Linked DNA regions of Sus scrofa: region 2 is linked to region 1. Evidence: chromatin contacts called from public Hi-C data. All regions are on one chromosome and are shown on one strand. The core of a region is the stretch at or near the end of the contact, and the rest is flanking DNA. Distances in the headings are between cores, read along the strand shown.

What was found. A called contact is a pair of places that touch in the nucleus more often than the background predicts.
Region 2: a Hi-C map of retroperitoneal adipose tissue shows a contact between it and region 1, with 2.5 times the contacts expected there. A contact is called at or near these places in 15 of 47 Hi-C or Micro-C datasets (brain, embryonic fibroblasts, fetal heart ventricle and 7 more) and 1 of 2 datasets of targeted methods (skeletal muscle).

What each region holds. Positions count from the first base shown.
Region 1 is chr4:102,904,612-102,909,806 of Sscrofa11.1, reverse strand. GDAP2 (ganglioside-induced differentiation-associated protein 2) reads right to left here. Exons shown (of 14, transcript XM_021090826.1): 6 at 3,200-3,276. Among named protein-coding and RNA genes, the nearest start is that of GDAP2, 28 kb to the right of the region's middle.
Region 2 is chr4:103,226,677-103,231,549 of Sscrofa11.1, reverse strand. All of the region lies in intron 12 of MAN1A2 (mannosyl-oligosaccharide 1,2-alpha-mannosidase IB), which reads left to right. Among named protein-coding and RNA genes, the nearest start is that of FAM46C, 75 kb to the right of the region's middle.

The DNA.
Region 1 (5,195 bases), core at 272-2,771:
TCCTTAACCTACCGAGTGAGGCCAGGGAACCTGCATCCTCATGGTAACTAGTCAGGTTCATTACTACTGAGCCACAATGGGAACTCCCCTAATCTCTGTGACTTTTATTTCTTCTTGCCTATATGTTCTTGCTAGAACCTCCAGTACAATGTTGAATAGAATCAGTGACAGTGACACCCTTGTCTTGTTCTTGCTCTTAGGCAGACAGCTTTCAGTATTTCACCATTAAGTACAATGTTAGCTATAGGTTTTTCCTACATGCTTTTTATCGGGTTGAGGAGGTGACCTTCCACTCCTGGTATGTTGATTGTTTTAATCATGAGAGGATGCTGGATTTCGTCTAATGTTTTTTCTGCATCTAATGAGGTTTTACGCATTATTCTATTAATATGTTGCATTACATGACTGCCTTTTGGATGCTGAACCAAACTTATATTTCTGGGATAAACCCCACTTGTTGATGTTGTATAATTCTTTCATATGCTGCTGGATTTAGTTTGCTACTATTTTGTTAAAAATTTTCACATCTCTATCCTTATGTACAGTCCATAGCCTGTTTAACTTTCACTGGAAAAATCTGCTAATTCAGATGCTTTCATTTTCAGACTAAAACGGCAAAGAGGCAACTGAACAAAGATGACATATGAGAATTATTAAAGGAATCAAAGATGAATGTAAAGAGACAGCACCACTTTAATAATGATGAGGTTGAGACTGATTATATGAAGTAAAATCTCAGACAATGAGTCTTCAGATGATAACATCCTAGATTCGCCTTCTCAAATTTAAGAACCTCTGAGTTAACAGCATGTTTCTAAGGACAAAGGGGGACATGTGACACTCTCATTCAGTCAGTCACTATAGGAAGGACTTGACCATTCGGGATTTTGTGCTAAGAAATGGGATATCATTTTACCAAGATGTGACAATATTCTTTCATCTTTTATGTTTGTACAACAAAATTTACCTGATATAAAAAGGTTTGCCATGCTTAAACTTACTGAAATATCTTTTAAACCTGTTTTCATCATCCCTTTATTATTCAGTAAATTATTCATAAAGTCCATTGGACCTAGGTGACAGATGCTGATGACTATTTTTTTCAGGTATACCGAAGGTGAAGAATTTTTCTGTTCCCCGAGGTCTGGGTCAGGTGTCCTGACAGTCTGCCCTGACACTGTGATGTACACTCCTAGCACAGCACCTGCCACACTGCAGGGTGGTCTCTGTTTATCTGGCTCTCTAACTATTAGCCCCCGCCCCCCTGTCCCCCGAGAGCAGGATGTCCTATCTTGGTATCTCACGCAGTACCCCGGTTTACGACAATGGCCACATCTCTAGCCCAGACCTCACTCCTCAGCTTTGGACTAATAAGCACAATGGTTTACTGATCATCGTGTTGAATCCACTGATCCCCTCTGATCCAACATGTTCAAAACAGCACTTGCCTTCATTCCTCCCTTCTCCTCCCTGCAACACTTTTCCCTCCTTCTATCTGCTCTGTCATTGGTGGCACACCACCCAGTCATCCAAGCCAGAAACCTAGGAGTCATCCTTCACTTCCCTCTCATATATTTGTGATCTCCAACTCCAGCTGAATTTGTTTACGAAATACATATTTTTCTAATTTCAATATCAGAGTTCCCTAGTGGCTCAGTGAGTTAAGGATCTGGCATTGTCAGTGCTGTGGCTTAGGTCACTGCTGGCGTGGGTTTGATCCCCGGCCCGGGAACTTCCTCATGCCACGTCTCCCCCCACCCCCCCAAAAAAATTTCAACATCACCAGTGTCCTTGTTCAGGCCTGATCATTTCTTACTTGGAGTACGAAAACACCTATTATATCATCTCTTCTTGTCACCAGTCTTTCTCCTTGGAAATCATCTTTTACACAGCTAATAAAGAAACGAGACCACATCATTTGTGTGCTTAATGCTCTTCTATGTTCTCCCATCATATAACTGATAACATCTAAGGTCCACAGTATGAGATACCAGGCCAGCACTGATCCTGCCCCTGCCCAATTTTTGCCAGTCCTAGCCTCACATTTTATCCAATACACCCTTCATGCTATTTCTTACTTATCTGCCTCTGCTCATGCTTACATGACTATTGTCTTCTGCCCTTCCTTTGGAAAATCCTATTTATCTTTTACAATGATTTCAACTCACAAATCACCTCTTATGGGAAGCATTCACTAACCCTCTGCCAGGCTGGAGTCATGTGCTCCTATCCTTCCTGTATCTCACACAATTATCATAACTTCTCCAAACTGTCAAACGGACAAAAGGCTCCTTGAGGACAACGACCAGAACTCACTGGTGTATTCCCAGAACCCAGGAGAATAACCTGATATATTCTAGACCCTCAATAAAAGGGCACTGAAAGAACGAAGGAATAGGTAAACCAGGTGAAACAAAAAGAGATAGCAAACCTGGTAAATGTGTCTTATTTTAGCAAATTCACAGTGATTTATATCTCATATATGCACCTATATATACTTGGAATGGATATTTCATATGTATTAACTCATGTATCACAAAACTCCTATGATGTAATAAGGCCTGTCCGTCTTCACATTTTATCAAAGCACAGAGACGTTAAGTAACTTACCCAAAGACACAAAACTGAGAAATAATATAAATGGAATGGGACAGACAACACTAAAATTAAATAAAACTTAGTAAGATTTAAAAAAGAATTTTCTAAAATGGCTCTGAATGAAACTGAAACATACTAAACCTAACCACGTACAACTAAACCTAAACCTCACAGCCTACTTCTACAAGCCACCAGGCTAGGCTGTCAGCTGTTTCCAGGTCGGGCAGACACCAGAGCTTTTCCAGCAGAGAGGTGTGGTTTTCTAGGTATGCTGTTGAGGTGCCCAGGGCTTAGGTCACAAGGTGATGCTGAGATGTCTTGCAAGCTAACAGAGTGAGGAAATCAGAACAACCCATGTTGTAAGATTTCGTTACATGTTAACCATTTACCCATGAAAAATATGAAAAAACGCTCCTTTCTGACTTGTTTCTAGTCTCTAATGCGGTCTTTGTTAACAAGTGATGGTCAGCCCCACTGCCAAAGCACAGACATAATTAGGATTTGACTGCTGGCAGTTCAATTAATAGATAATCATCAGACAAAGGCAAACACTCACAAGTAAACACAAGCTTGAAACAATACAAGATCATTAGCAAAATACCTCTTCAAGTTCAGAGACAGCAAATACTACTTTTTCAATAGTCTCTCCATGAATTTCAAGGAAGCGTCTTACAGTGCCTAAGGAAGAGAATAGAAAAGTTATTCAAAAAATAAAAAATGACGAAAGTGTGAAGAAAAAAAATCCACCTCTTCAAAGTTTTGTTTCTGTAATGGATCAGTCATTTCCCTCAGGTCTGTGCTCAGTGATGCCTTGTCGGTAAAGCCTACCCTGGTCACCCTCCTTAAAAACTCTTCCCTGATTTGCTTTCCTTCCGAGTAACTAGACATTTTGTGGAGTTTCCTGCTTACTGTGTATCCTCCCCACCCTCCCTACCCCATCAGGTAGAATGAAAGTTCCACAACAGCAAGAGTTTCCTTTTATGTATTACATCATTGCCAGTAAAAAGTGCCTGGCCGTAAAGGTGCTAACTCCAGACATCCAGGGTATTCTTTTTATTTTCTGGGGCCTCCCTCTCGGACCAGAATGGTCTGGCACAAGTGCCTTTCCATCCATCAGTTACAGTATCAGATTTCCTACTCAGCCCTTTATCCCTGTCAACATCCCATCAAACCAAAGCTGAATTATTTTTTCTTAATTTCTATCTTATCTGAATCCTTTCTCTATCAACTTCCCAATCATGAGACCTAGTGGCCTGTTCTCATCCTTTACTTACTAGGAATCGCTCCAGTTTTAGTTTTAAATGGCCACGCTCCACTTTTTTAAAATATTGTCCTCTCCAGGTTCTGTCCTCCACATTTTTTATTTTCTTGATCCAAACCTGACCCCAACAGGACCAAACCTGACTCTCTCCGCTCCCCACCTGCTCCTGTATCTGTATTCCTTATTTCAGCTACACAGCAACATCCAACCACTCACCTAGGCTAGAATCCTGAATTTTTTTTTGACATCTTCTTTACTTCTTCCTTCATCCTACATTTTCAGTGGGTTATCAGGTCCTTTAAATTCGATTGCTAATATTTCTAACAGCTGCTCTCGGGTTCTCAGTGCTTAAGAAGACTTGGGCAATGAGCTCTCAACTGTTCTCTTGTTTCTCTTTTCCAAGTCTCCATATTCACTGTTGCCTGAATTACCTCATGCCACCCTCCTTACTGAACACCTTTTGATGACTCTGTACTGCTTACAGGTTAAGATTCAAAGACCCCAGCATGGCTCTCCACACTCTGACAGCTCACCCCTCCTCCATCCCGCCCCTTAGTCCTATTTCCAACTATTCCTCCACATAGCTTGGGCTTTCACGAGCCGCTTCTTTACTTATTCAGAATACACCACTCACTTTGGTGCTACCCTACTTCTGCTAACAGTGACCTCTCACGAGGATACCTTTCACCCACCATGACCCTCGCTTAGTGAACTCTTCACTTTTCAAGACCCCGTCAAAGGCCATCTCCTCTGAGCAGAACTCCATCCTCCTCGTGTTCCTCCTATAATCTTGTGACTAGCCCTCCGGATAGGAACTTCTCCCAGCATCTTACAGCTAGACTGTGAACTTTCTGAAGGCCACATGAACTTAATGTTGACATTACCAGGGCCGGCACACCTTAGGAACACGGCAAGCAATCATCCAAAAGTTACTAGTAACTGAACGAACATGTCATGGCTCTGGTTACTGACCTACTGCCTGCCTTATTCACTGCTGTATCTTGAGAACCTAACAGAGGAGACCCATTTGTTGGAGGACTGAACAAATCTTCCTAATTCTCGCTCTGCCCGGTGACAAATTTATTTTTCATTTCTTTCTCTATCCTTCCTTTGTAATCTAAAAAAATGAAATTTCAGAAAAAGATTTCTTTTATTTACTTTAAGGCCAAGTTTTATGTTTGCACCGTAACAGTTTTCCTGCATGTAACTGTGGAGTTCCCTTTGGAAGACAAAATACGATGTAGAGCAGTAGCTAAACGGAATTCCCTCAGCAGCAGAGTTCATTCAGAAAAGAAATTCTGCAAAAAGGTGGGGGGAAAAAAAAGAGTGATATCAT
Region 2 (4,873 bases), core at 1,285-3,784, 320 kb before region 1:
AAAAAGTTAGTAAACCTAGGGTAGTGGTTCTTAAATTTAAGCATGCATCAGAATCACCTGGAAAGCTTCTTAAAACACAGATGACTGGGTTCTAGTGCCAAAGTTCCTGAGTAGGTCTGGAGTGAGGTCTGAGAATTTGCATTTGCAGCAAGTTCCTAGGTGAGGCTGATACTGCTAGTCTGGAGATCACACTTTGAGAACTACTGACACCTGTGACTCAGTAAACCATTTATGGAAGCAATTAGGGATCAAGAAATAGCTAGTGTATCATGCAGTCAGGTGGGCAAATCTTTGCTTGACTGCTGTATTTATGTAGTCCAGTCTCCTCAAATGGTGTACTGAAGAACCAGAACTGGGGTCTCCACAGTGTTTTTAACTCCTCTTAACCACAGTATCAATGCAATCCAAATACACAAACACACAGAGAGAATTTCACTTGCACTCTTGATAAGCAGTTTTTCAGTTTCCAAACTCTGTACTTTGATATATCCTTGCCAGTTTTCTTTTGCTACAGTAGAGGGAGCTACAACTCAAATTGTGCTCATGTAGCAATAACACTTAAGATTATTTTCCTTTTCTGTCAGCCTTTTTTCTTAGCTTTAAAAATTGGCTTTATTGAAGCATTCTAAGTATACATTTCATTGTGTTTTGGCAAATATATAAGCCTGGGTAAGTACCACCGCAGGTAATGTGGAACATCTCCATTCTAGCCTTGCTGTGAGTTTCACCCCAACCCTGAGTAGATAGCTGCTTTCTGTCACTATAGGTTGCCTGATGGTGCATTATGCACTTATTTTTGTCTGGCATTATTTTCGTCATAGTATTTCTTAGATCAGTCAGTGTTATTGCATGTATCAGTAGTTCATGCCTTTCTCTCAGTAAATATACTGTTATATGACTGTATCACTTTTTTAAAATTCATTCACTTTTTGTTGGTCCATTAGTCATAAATTTTTGAAAGGCATCTAGAAAAAAAGCAAGTATGTTTTTGGTCCATTAGTCATAAACTTTTGAAAGACATCTAGAAAAAAAGGAATTATGTTTGTTGACCATTTGACTTCACATATACGTCTTGCTCTTAACTTTTTCTGTCTAGAAACTTTTTAATTCTTCCTTAAAACTAACGTCATCTGATTTGCTATTGTCAAATAATTATTATCAAATAATGTGCTAGTAAATAAAATTCTAAGTGTTTTTAATCTTGGTGCCGCTTAAAGCAGAGATGGTAAAGATAGAACTGTAGGAGCTAAAATTTGTGGCAACAGTCTTCCTATCAAAACTCAAGTAAATATTGTTATATAATGTTTATTGTTCTAAGTTTGTTCTGGTTTTAAAAAAAATTCCAGTGACACTTCTATTTCTCCCTTTGAAAACAATTTTACTAAGCATGTTTTTCTTGATATTTAGCTAGGTTGGCTAATTAGCTGCTTTTTCTAGGAGAATATTTTAATGTTATAAATAGCTAGTTATACGTAGTATAATAGATTTGTGATGAAGGAATATACCAAAATGTTAATTTTAGCATCTAGAAGGTGAGTATATGTGGGTTTCACTGTAACATTCTTTCAAGGTTTCTATAGGTTTGAAAGTTTTATAGTAAAATATTGAGGTAGGGGGAAAGAGGAAAAAAGCTAGTAAATTGTTATTCAGATATTATTGCTGATGTTATCATATCCTGTAGTAGTTCTGGTTCTTCTTTTTATAGCTATTGTTATTTTTCTCTGCTGTAAAGTTATTCTCAGTATAAGCAAATGTGCAGTTAGCCAGCTATCACAGTATTAAAGCTAATTCCCTAGTGAACAAGGTTTTGAAGTAGGTTCAAAGACAGTTCTGATAATGGTTTTGTCAACAAAGCTTTGAGTAGTATGATTCAGTTTGTCATCGAAAGTATCTAAGTAATACATTTGTGAGAAAGGAAGAATCAGTGAGATAGATCATTGGAGTAAGGATTCTTAGGTAAAAAAATAGTTAAAGAGGGAAGACTGAAAAACAAAGCCCCTATCATTCCCTTCCATTTATTCTTTATTTTTTATCTTTTATCTTGTCCATAACTGTATCCTAAAGTAACTTTCTACCGTGAGAGGACTATTTTTCCAACTGGATGAGAAAAGTAGCATTAAATCTCCTGTTCTCTGCTATTCTCTGCTCACTTCCCCCTGAAGGCTAGTTTACAAACTAAGTCAAGTCAGTAGTATTCCTTAAATAGCTACTCTCTTTTCAGAATTGTGCTCTTTGAGAATTAAAGCATATGAAACATACTTTACTCATGAGCTTGAGGTCTAGTTAAGAAATCTCTTACTTCTGGACATGGGCAAACTCAATAAAAGTATATATAGTCAAGTGCTAAATAGAATATAAATATTTTGGAAATTCAGAGAAAAGAACTTTGATGTGAACTAACTCTAGTTATGAGTAAAATACTGAAATGATGCTAAATGATACACAAGATGTTAACAGATGATATAAGGCAGAAAGTCATTTCATGAAAAGAGGGCTCCAGCTTGAGATAATAAATGCTAGCTTTCATTAAAAAGACACTAAGAAAACTAGCCTGACTAAAAAACATTACTAAAAAACATCACTAAAAGTAATGGAAGGTAGGATTCTAGAATCGAAATCAGGGAAGCAGCAGTATGGATGAACATTGAGGACATCATGTGAAGTGAAATAAGTCATCACAAAAGAACAATACTGTTACAGTTCACTTACATGAAGTATCCACAGTCAAATGCAAAGGAAAAGAAAGTAGACAGGGGTTACCAGGGCCTGGGGGAGGGGGAAAAAGGAAGTTGTTTAAAGGGTATAGAGTTTCAGTTTTGCAAGACGAAAACATTTTGTGAATATACTTAACACTGCTGAATTTAAAAATGGTTAAGGTGGTAAATTTTATGTTACGTCTTTTTTACTACAATAAAAAATTAGAAAAGCAATGGTGTTCTACAAAGGAAATCATAAGATTTAAAATGCCAAAACATCTATACTTTAACTCCAACCCCTATAGCTTACCCTGGAATGTCATGAAAGGAAAACAAATACAACTGAGAGGAAACTAGAGCTCCAAGAGGAGAAAAGTAACTTGTTATTTTAAATGATTATAAGGAGCCAAAGAAATTACATATCAAGGTACTACTATAAATGTAATTTTTGTAATCATTATTAATATTCTTTCATGAATAATGGAGAGAAACACAGCAGAATAGATACATAATTTAAAGAAGGGAAAAGTTGGATTAAGAAAAATGAAAGTAGATCAATGTAATGTCCATTTTCACAAAATTCCAAAAAAGCATGGTATAAAGTCTTTAGAAAAAATTAGTAATCATGAAGAGCCAGAAAGGGTTCCTAAAACAAGTTCTTGCTGGACAAACTCTAGTGGTCTTTTTGAACTGGTTAATAAGGTTAATAATAGAGGGTAAGGGATTCCATGAACATGGTTATGTGGTGTTCACCAAATCATTTGACAGAATATTTAAAAATGGAAGAATAGGATTGTTGCTTCTTTAATATGGAATAATGGAGGTCAGATTTACCCTTCCCCTTGAAACAAACAGGTAAATTATATGTAAAACAATGGGTTTCAAAACACTGGACAAGAGACAATGAAGGATTGTAATCTCTGAGAAAAGGGACCCAAGATGGGTGGACCTTGTGTAGGCCCCAGCTTGCTGTCTTGATGGAGTTTCCAGTCCACTGCACAGCAAGGGAGGCCTGAGGCAGAGTGCAGCCAGCTCTTTGAGGAGCTTGAACTGTGAGTCCAAGGAAACTAAGAGACTAGTGTCCACAGAAAGTACCAGGGAGGAGAGAGCTGCACATAGAGAACCCAGGAGAACCCCCTGGAGCATTCAACAGAATGAAGAAACTACCTGAGTTGAGGGAAAGAATCATCTCTGAGGGAAGAAAGGAAACAGTCTGTGGTGATCATACAGGGCCAGGGACAGTGCCTGGTTTCGATAACATGACTGGAAAAGCTCCTGATTCATGGGCCACCAAGTAGAGGACTCAGGAAAGTCCTATATCAGTAGTGGCGTGGCAGGGGGGTGGTAATCTATAGCTTTGGATCTACATAGCAAATCATAGTAACAAGATCTGTGAACTGTGTAACAACTGCATGTGGCTTAAAATACGTGAAATTGAGATCTTTGAAAGAGAAGGCAGAGGGATGAATGAAAAAAAAAAAATTGGCTATAATCTTGTCAAACTCGATGTAAACACTATATCCACTGATTCAAGAAGCTGAACAAGCTTCAAGGACAAGATATATGAAGAATACTTCAGCCAAGGCACATGTAATCCAATTGCTCAAAAATAATGATAAAGGAAAAAAGTCTTAAAAGCAACCAGAGGAAAAAGACAAGTTAGGTAAAAAGGAACAAGCAAATGCAAGAATGACAGCAGAGACCTCATTGGAAACAAAACTAATATGATAGCTATAAAATAGCTAAAGATATTAGCAAATCATACCTAACAACATATTAAATCAGTAACACATCATGACCCAAGTCGGCTTATTCCAGGTATGGAGACTTGATTTAACATTTTAAAATCAGTGAAATGTAAATGAAAAACCCTATGATCACCTCAATAGACAGAAAAATCATTTGACAAAATTCAGCATCCATTCCTGATAAAACTCTTAGCAAACAAAAAGCAGAAAGGGTTGCTTTTAACTGGATAAAGAGTATATAAAGAACCTATAGCTAACCTCATACTATAGGTTCCTTGGTTCCTCCTAAGATCTGGAATAAGACAAGGATGTCTGTTCTCTTCTTTTTAGCTGCATACTGGAGATTCTCTCCAGTGCAGTCAGACAAGAAAAAGAAAAAAAGACATCCAGACTAGAAAAGAAGAAGTACATCTAACCTTTTTTTTTTTT